3 separate regions of the Sus scrofa genome follow, and all the other regions are linked to region 2. The links are chromatin contacts, called in public HiChIP or PLAC-seq and promoter capture Hi-C maps. All regions are on one chromosome and are shown on one strand. Each heading gives the region's core, a stretch centred on a gene start, on an enhancer-like site or on the middle of the called end of the contact. The rest is flanking DNA. Distances are from core to core; before and after follow the strand shown. Region 1 holds the start of AAR2 (protein AAR2 homolog). Region 2 holds the start of CEP250 (centrosome-associated protein CEP250). Region 3 holds the start of NCOA6 (nuclear receptor coactivator 6).

Region 1 (2,700 bases), core at 56-2,555, 690 kb before region 2:
TAGGTCGCAGACGCGGCTCGGATCCCGCGTTGCTGTGGCTCTGGTGTAGGCCAGTGGCTACAGCTCCGATTGGACCCCTAGCCTGGGAATCTCCATATGGCGCAGGAGCGGCCCAAGAAATAGCAAAAAGACAAATAATAATAATAATAATAAACAGTTATTGCATTTAGAATAATTGCTCATCAATTAACTATCTTTGCTGGTGGCATCTGTGTGCTCCTCCTTGAAAACAACACTCCTTTTCATTCTATTTTCATAACTGTAGTTCTCTTCACTATGTCTTCTGCAGCTGGCACATGGCCTGGCACTAAGTAAAGGCCCTGGAATGCAGAAAGTCACATCCATCCACTTCTACCACCTCCTTACTCTAAGCTACCATATGGCTTGTCCAAAGAGTGACTGCTCCTCCAATCCCTTCTCCAACAGCAGAAGTGACCTTCTCAAAGAGCCAATCTAAGCATGTCACCGCCCACATTTAACATTCTCTGATAAGCTCCCCATGTGGCTCCTGGCAAACCAAAACTCTTACCATAAACCTTCAAGGCCTGCGTGGCATGGTCCCTGGCAACTCCTCTTCAGTCTGGCCCCTTTCAGTCCTTCAAACAGGAGGCTTCCGAGGATAGAAAACTCTTCCCTTCCCTCTTTCTCAAATCACCTTTCTCAGTCACCTTCTCAGCAAAGTTTCCCTAACCTGGGGCTAGGTCAGGTCTCCTATGACACACTCTCATGGTGCCCTGTCCTTTCACTTATCAGAGCAGCAATTCTGCAAATGTTAATAAAGGGCTGTCACCTCCAGGAGACTTAAGTTTTTTTGTTATGTCTAGCACTTACTAGACGCTTGGTAAACATTTACTTAATAAAAGCATGATATGCTTTTTGTAGAGGAGAAACAAAGGCTTGGTTTGGAAAAAAGATCTTATCCGAAGTTACAGAGAGTAGGACAGGACCAAGTCAAGCAGAGCCAAGGCTTCCAGGCCCCCCAAGTCCTAAGGTTAGGAAAAAAGCAAGTTACCCTGGGTACCCAAGGAAGTCCGGGCGACGGTTTATCTAGCGCCGGTTCCTCAGGGAGCAAGGCCCGCAGAGACAGTTGGGACTCACCACCGGCCCACAGACAGGAACGCCGCAGACCCGGCTGGGTGCCCTAGCTCAGGGCCCTCCCCGATCCCGAGTCGGGAAGAGAAGCGGCCCAGCCACACACAACGAAAGCAGAGCAGTTGAAAGACGACATGAGGCCGCACTCACAGACTCGGACCTTGCCCCCGGCTCAGAAACCACGGAAGCCACCGGAAGTTCTTCCGCTTTAGCGCCGGATGGGAGCAACGCGGAAAGGAGCCGGGCGGATCCCTCGGTCGCGGGAGGAATGGCCCGTGGCTGCCGGTTCCGCCTTATCAAACGTTGCCTTTCGCTACTTTTAGTTACTGGTTTTGGCTCCTGAACTGTGGATAATAACATTCATCAAACGATGCATTTTATATCCCGCTCCAGAAACACTTCCACCAGACATGGTTTTTCGTTCTCAATCAGTCAAGGTCTCTGAATTTGGGGTCAAGGTCATGGCTACCCAGTAGCCACTCAGAGCTCAGTCATGGTCCTGGTCAGCCAATCTCTATGCAAGTGACAGTGTCACTGCTGGCCGGTTATCACGGTCCCAGCTTCCAGCCATACTCAGCTGTAGGGGAGAACTTCTGAAACCCAGCCCAGAGAGAACCAGTCTCACAGTAGTCACTACATTGGTCCCTCCAGCCATAATCACCCAGTGTCCTCTGGCAGTGCAGGCCTAGTGTGTTATCTCAGTCAGGCTGTACATGCACATTGAGGGAGGGAGCCTGTCTTGTTCACCCTTGTTTTCCTGTAAACTAGCACAAAGACAGACCCAGCTCAATACATATATTATGCATTTAATTAATGACCATAATTCTTTATTAATTAGTGACTTTTATGTTGGGGCCTAGCCCTGTACTGGGTGGTTCTATCAGAGTTCAACAAAAGAAGCAGAGCCAGTAGGAGGTGTATAAGAACTTATTGAAAGGAATTGGCTTATGTAATTGTGAGGGCTGGCTAGCTAAGTCCAAAATGCACAGGGTAGACCATTTGGTATATGATTTCGAATCCTTGAACAACCCTAGTAAGCAAACAGTATTCCAAACGTACAGAAGAGAAAACTGAGGCTCAGAAGTTACACCGCCAGAGAGTGGTGGGGCTTGAATGCAACGCTCTGACTGGCTGTTCTTGTCCCCATGCTACTGCTTCCTAGCTTGTCTGTCACACTTTCTCAGTGACAGCTGGACATGCCAATCTGTCTCAGTCAAAATTCATCTCTTAGTGTGTAATAGACTAGACCGGGCCCTGCAGTCATGGTTAATCACAATGAGCAACTGCAGGATTAACCAGAGATGGCCTCCATCAGTTACAGCCATGCATGTCAATCTTCACAGCCTGGCGTGTCTGTTCCATTTCCTGCATAAAGAGGATCAGCTCCCTCCCCACCCCTTCCCATTCCCATTCTTAGATGCTGAGCTTGGTCAGTCTGTTTTCAGAGCTCCTCATTCCAGCTGGGCTATCTTCTGAGACTCCAGGGCACTGAACTGTGGACATAGAAGCTCTAGGTGGTAGTTTAGAAATTCCACCTGGTAGGTTGCCTGTCCATCCAGATCAGGTTTCTTAGCCTTCATACTATTGAAATTTGGGACCAGATTAATT
Region 2 (2,700 bases), core at 190-2,689:
AGAGGGATGAAAAGCGGAAGGCATAACGCCCCAACAAGTGCACGGCTGCCAAAGAGGAGCAGGAAAAGTAACTATGCGCAGAGTGCAAAAACCCAGCAGTGAGCTTACGGCGCCTTCAGAAAGCGACGAGGTAAGGTTTCTGAAAAAGTGATACTTAAGTTGGGTCCCGAAGAATGAGAGTTCCAGAGTGGGGCGGCGGGTAGGACCGGACTTTCGGACAGTCACATGCAAAGCCCCAAGGGCAGAGGAAGTCGCGAAATCCTGGGAGCCTGGAGCGGGACGCGCAGGAGAGCGCAGCGCCTTATCCTGACAACCCCAGGGTCGGGAAGCTCCCTTTCTGCAAGGTCTGGAGCCCAGAGCGGTAGCAACAGCAGGACGCGGAGGCCAGGGGCCAGAGCCCCAGAACAGGACCCAGCCTCTTTTGGGCCTCTGAGTTTCTTCTGGGAAACCGGAGGCCGCTGCCCGAATGGGATTCCCAGGAGCACCCTAGTCGCTGGGCCTTGGACCGTTAACACGGGTACCTCCCGCCCGCCCCTGAGGCCCTTCCTCACCACGCTCCGCTCCCGCAGGTTCCCAGGGTGCTCCTCAGCGCGGGAGTCGGTGAAGCTGCAGCTGAGGCCGGGCGGGGGAGGCGGGGCGGGGGCTCACGGAGTGGCTGGGGCGCAGGCCCCGCCCCCCAAACTCCCGCCCTTTCGGAGAGCCCTGCCGCTCCAGCCGGCGCTCCAGAGAGGACTGCATCGCCTTAGGGGCCTCTCGCCATGTTGAGTACTGGCAGCTGTTTTACAAGAGTGGCCCAGAAGAAAAGAAGGGATTATGTTAAGAGACGTTAGATTTCCTCGCCCGAAATGGAGACATCCAGGGTTGCTTATTTGAGCAAAGGAAGTTTCGGTAACAGAAAACACTTGCCCTCAATCGTATCCCTTTTGGCTTCGAGGTTACATACGGCGCATGTGTGTGGTCGCCTCGTTCTAGATGCGCCTGCGCAATGCTCCACTCCCAAACCTGAGTACAATTAACTACGTGCTGAAGGAAACTGGCTCCTGGTCGCGGCAAAACTCAGCTTCAATCTCCGAAACTCCAAGTAGCTTCAGGCTACTCAACATTCATAATATAATTACTTAATGTCATTTGAATACACTTTGCACCGGAGACTGCCTGAATGTCCTGCATCCCACTGGAGAGCTACAGTTTATATAATTTTCTGAATAAGCCTGACTCTCTCTAGAGGACTCTAGAGCGTGTTTTGCACATGGATTATCAATGCACTTTTTTAGAGCTGTAAATTTTATTTACCTGCCATTCTTTTCCACTCCTTGGTTCTCAAATTTTAGTTGGAGAGTCTCTTGTGCAGCGGTTTAAGGATTTGTCGTTGTCACTGCAGTCGCTTAAGTTGCTGCTTTGGCCCGGTTTCTATCCCTGGTCCAATAACTTCCATATGCCCTGGGTGCGGCCAAAAAAATAAATAAAAATTAAAAAATAAAATTTGAGTTGGGGTGTTCCCGTAGTGGCTCAGAGGTAAAGAACCTGACTGGTATCTACGAGGATGCGGGTTTGATTCCTGGCCTCGATCAGTGGGTTAAGTGTCCCGCGTTGCCCTGAGCTGTGGTGTACCTCGACAACGCGGCTGGGACCCCCCCCAAAAAAAAGACAAAAAAATTGGGATTAAAAAACAATAACGGGTATTTCTTAAAATGTAGAGTTTTTTTGTTTGTTTTTTGTCTTTTTAGGGCCACACCCGTGGCATATGGGGTTTCCAGGCTGGGGGTCGAATTGGAGCTGTAGCTGCCAGCCTACACCCACAGCCACAGACACACTGGATCAGAGCCTCCTCTGCAACTGATCCCACAGTTAATGGTAACACTGGATCCTTAACCCACTGAGCAAGGCCAGGGATCAAACCTGAGTCTTCGTGGATACTAGTTGGGTTTGTTAACCACTGAGCCACAACAGGAACTCCAAAATGTAGACTTTTGGATTCCACCCATGGAGAGTCAGTAAACCAGGCATGGAGCCCAGGAATGTGTCTTCCAGCAAATACCCTGAGTGATTATGATGCATTGGGAACACATTTTGAGAAGCATAGCATAAGTTTGTGTATCTCTAGCACCCAGCACAAAGGCTGGTACAAAATAGGTGCTCAGTAAGTGCTGAGTGAACGGATGGATTGATGGGTAGTAGGAGTGAAACAGGCAATGCACAGCCAAAGGGAACCTGAGAAGGGAGCACTTCAATAAGAGCTATATTGTATCTTTTCTCCTAAAAGAACAAAAGTTCTTTCTTTGGGGGGGGGTCTTTTGAGGGCCCCACTCACCCCTGCATGTGAAGTTTCCCAGTCTAGGGGTCTAATCTGATCCCTAACCCACTGAGCGAGGCCAGAGATCAAACCCACAACCTCATGGTTCCTAGTCGGATTCGTTGCTGCTGTGCCACAGCAGGAACTCCCAAAATAAATTCTTAATAGTTACCTTGAGGGAAAAAAAAAATAGTAAGTTGGCAGGGAGGGAGGACAATGAATCTGAAAAGCAAACTATCTTGAAAGAGAAGAAAAAACATCCAGGACATTGGACAGAGAAAAAAGATACAAAGACTCAGTTGTGTGGGAATCCACCCCAAGAAGATGGTCCCCTGACAGGTTGTGTGCAAGAATAGTCACTGCAGTATTTGGAATGTTACCCACACCAACCTCAGGGCTTTTGCAGA
Region 3 (2,808 bases), core at 263-2,762, 590 kb after region 2:
CTTTCTTTTTTTTTCTTTTTACGGCTGCACTGCATTCTGAAGTTCCCAGGCTAGGGGTCAAATTGGAGCTGCAGCTGCCGGCCTGTATCACAGCCACAGCAACACCAGATAGCCACATATGCGACCTACATCACAGCTTGCAGCAATGCTAGATCCTTAACCCACTGAGCAAGGTAAGGAGTTGAACCCACATCCTTATGAATGCTATGTAGAGTTCTCAGCCCTCTGAGCCACAATGGGAACTACTATTCAGCCTTTATCTTTTGGAAGTTCCCAGGCCAGGGATCGCACCCACACCACAGCAGCAACCCAAGCCACTGCAGTGACAACGCTGGATCCTTAACCTGCTGCGCCACAAAAGAACTCCCATTTGGCCTTTATCTTAAGAGCAGTGTGGAGCCATCACATAGTTTTTTTTTTTTTTTTTTTTTTTTTGCTTTTGCTTTTTTTAGGGCCACACTTGCAGCATAGGGAAGTTCCCAAGCTAGGGGTCGAACCAGAGCTACAGATGCCAGCCTAAGCCACAGCTATAGCAATGCAGGATCCTTAACACACGGAAGGAGGCCAGGGATGGAATCTGCATCATCATGGAGCCTAGTTGGGTTCCTTAACCGCTGAGCCATGAAGGGAACTCCCCATCAAACAGTTTTAAATACAGGAGAGGCATGATCAGATTTCTTAGAAACATTACTCTAACAGGAGGGTGGAAAAGAGATCGAAGGGGAGCTAAGGAGAACATGAAAAGGCCTTAGATGGCTACTTCACCAGTCCGGGCACACACAGAGTGTGTGCTCAATAAATATTTGTGGAATGAAAGGATTCTTTTTCTTAGATAAGACTAGTGTGCCTGAGCTGTGCAATCTAATATGATGCTTGTAACAGACCTTTAATTTCCATTTTATAGATGAGAAAGCTGAGTTCAGAGGCAGAGAAAATCACATAGCTATCGAGTGAAAGCCAGATCCGAATGCAGGCCTATGACAGACATCAGTGCTGGGTAGGCCTTCCTACAGTTGTGGAGAGGGGAGGGGGCCACACTCCCTTGTACCTTCAGAGCTTGGTAGGGCAACTGTGATGGGAGAAAGTAGAGAGGGACTTACAAGCAAATAATAAAGGCTAAAGTTTATCATCATTAACGTTATTACATACTATGTGTCAGGCACTGTGTCAAGCGCTTTCCATGCCTTCCTTCATTTCCTCTTTGCAAACACTATTATTATCTGTATATTTCATGTGCATAGATCGAGGCTTATGGAGAGTTGACCTGCCCAAGGACATTCAGCCAGAGGGCTCTTATAGGATTGTGCAGTGACTGCAAAGTGGAGGCAGAAGCCACTGACGACACTACCTCGTCGAGATACAAAACCAGCAGATCGCCACACTAAGCTCTATACCGAAGTGAGCGGGCGCGCGCTACCTCGCGCACTCGGAGACGTTTGGTCACGTGGCCAATTCCCCGCCCCTAGTCCGCCCCGCCCTCTCCCGCGCTCCCTCCCTCTCTCCCTCCCTCCCCCTCCCTCCCCGGCCCGGTCCGGCCCATCCCCCTCCCCGCCGGCTCCCTGAGGCCCAGCCGGGTCGGGCTGCGGGCGGCCGGGAGCCGACGGCCAGATAGACCCGCGCAGGCGAGGACGGACGGACGGACACACGGAGGGCCGCGGGCATCCACGGCCCGGGCCGGTGCTCCGAGGCCCGCCCGGGAGGGCTGGGGCCGCGCTCAGGTGAGGTGACGGCGACGCGGGCCCGTAAGGGGTGGGCCCGCCGGGCGTCCCTGGTGCTGGCCCGGTTAGCTTCGTGGGAAGGAGGCGCCGCCCGGGCCCGGCGCGGGAAAATGGCGCCGGCCGACCGTGGAGCACGGCCCCTGTGCGGGCCCGGCCCGGAGCCGCCCCGCCTGCCTGCCCGCCGCGCTCGTGTCCCCGTCGCCATGTTGGGGAGCGGGCCCCGGGCCTACGGGCGGGGGCGCTGGAGGGAGCGGGGGGCTTGGGCGGGATGGGGAGGGTGCAGGACAAGGTGTCTGGGGCGCTCAGGGAGTGCTGAGCCGGCCAGGGTCTGCACCGGGTGGCGCTCCAGGCCCGAAGAACTGGCGGGAGCCGGACGTGGGGTCGTGGTCGGGGTCGCGGAGAAGGGACGTTGGGTCCAAACGGAGCTGGGGTCTGGATCACTGGGGCTAGGAGAGCAGGATCTGGAGCTGGTTTAGGCAGTGTTCATGATCCCAGGCAGGTAGGGCGCGGAGGGGCGTGGGATCTGAGCTCAGGCTGTCAGGGCTGGGACAGTTCTTTGGGGTTGTGATTAGAAATGGGGGCCCTTTAGGTACAGACGCTGGTATCAGATTGGGGGCAGTCTTCGGAGTCTCAGGGCAAGTCCGTATAACTCCCAGGGGGCTGAGGACATATTTGCCCTCAGGATCCTCCACTCCTCATTGGGAAGAGGAACAGAATAAAGTAAGGCTTTGATGAGGAAAAGAGAAAAGGGGGACTGAGGTTTGGATGCAGGAGCTGGCCAGCAAGAGATGCGGAATGAAAGTGGTTGGCCAGAAGAGTCTCCATCAACTTTGGGAGTTTGTGTGTGTCTTTAAAAGGAGGGACCAGGCTGTTTGTGGGCGGTGACCCAAGGTGTCTTCCCAGGAAGGGAACAGCCCACTGTTTTAAGAGCAGGGTCACCTGGGGAGGTCATCCGAAAGGTGTTAGTGAAGCCAGTAGGAATGGTGCAGAGGAATGAATGTATAGTTCTTAGATCATGTAAGGATTTCAGATCATGTAGTGATTTTAGCTGAGACAGAAAGGAAAACATGACTTCTAAAGATCTAAGCAG

What was found. Promoter capture Hi-C pulls out the DNA fragments that hold promoters and counts their contacts. HiChIP or PLAC-seq counts read pairs in DNA pulled down with a chosen protein or histone mark.
Region 1: a promoter capture Hi-C map of liver shows a contact between it and region 2, with 2.2 times the contacts expected there. The contact joins the promoter of AAR2 here to the promoter of CEP250 in region 2. A contact is called at or near these places in 1 of 5 promoter capture datasets (liver) and 1 of 2 datasets of contacts at active chromatin or transcription factors (alveolar macrophages).
Region 3: an H3K27ac HiChIP or PLAC-seq map of alveolar macrophages shows a contact between it and region 2. The contact joins the promoter of NCOA6 here to the promoter of CEP250 in region 2. A contact is called at or near these places in 1 of 5 promoter capture datasets (liver) and 2 of 2 datasets of contacts at active chromatin or transcription factors (alveolar macrophages and skeletal muscle).

What each region holds. Positions count from the first base shown.
Region 1 is chr17:39,497,304-39,500,003 of Sscrofa11.1, reverse strand. It overlaps AAR2 (protein AAR2 homolog), which reads right to left and starts at 1,305. Exons shown (of 4, transcript XM_001926938.7): 1 at 1,013-1,305.
Region 2 is chr17:38,808,463-38,811,162 of Sscrofa11.1, reverse strand. It overlaps CEP250 (centrosome-associated protein CEP250), which reads right to left and starts at 1,439. Exons shown (of 34, transcript XM_013985307.2): 1 at 552-1,439.
Region 3 is chr17:38,220,608-38,223,415 of Sscrofa11.1, reverse strand. NCOA6 (nuclear receptor coactivator 6) reads left to right here and starts at 1,512. Exons shown (of 16, transcript XM_021078293.1): 1 at 1,512-1,718.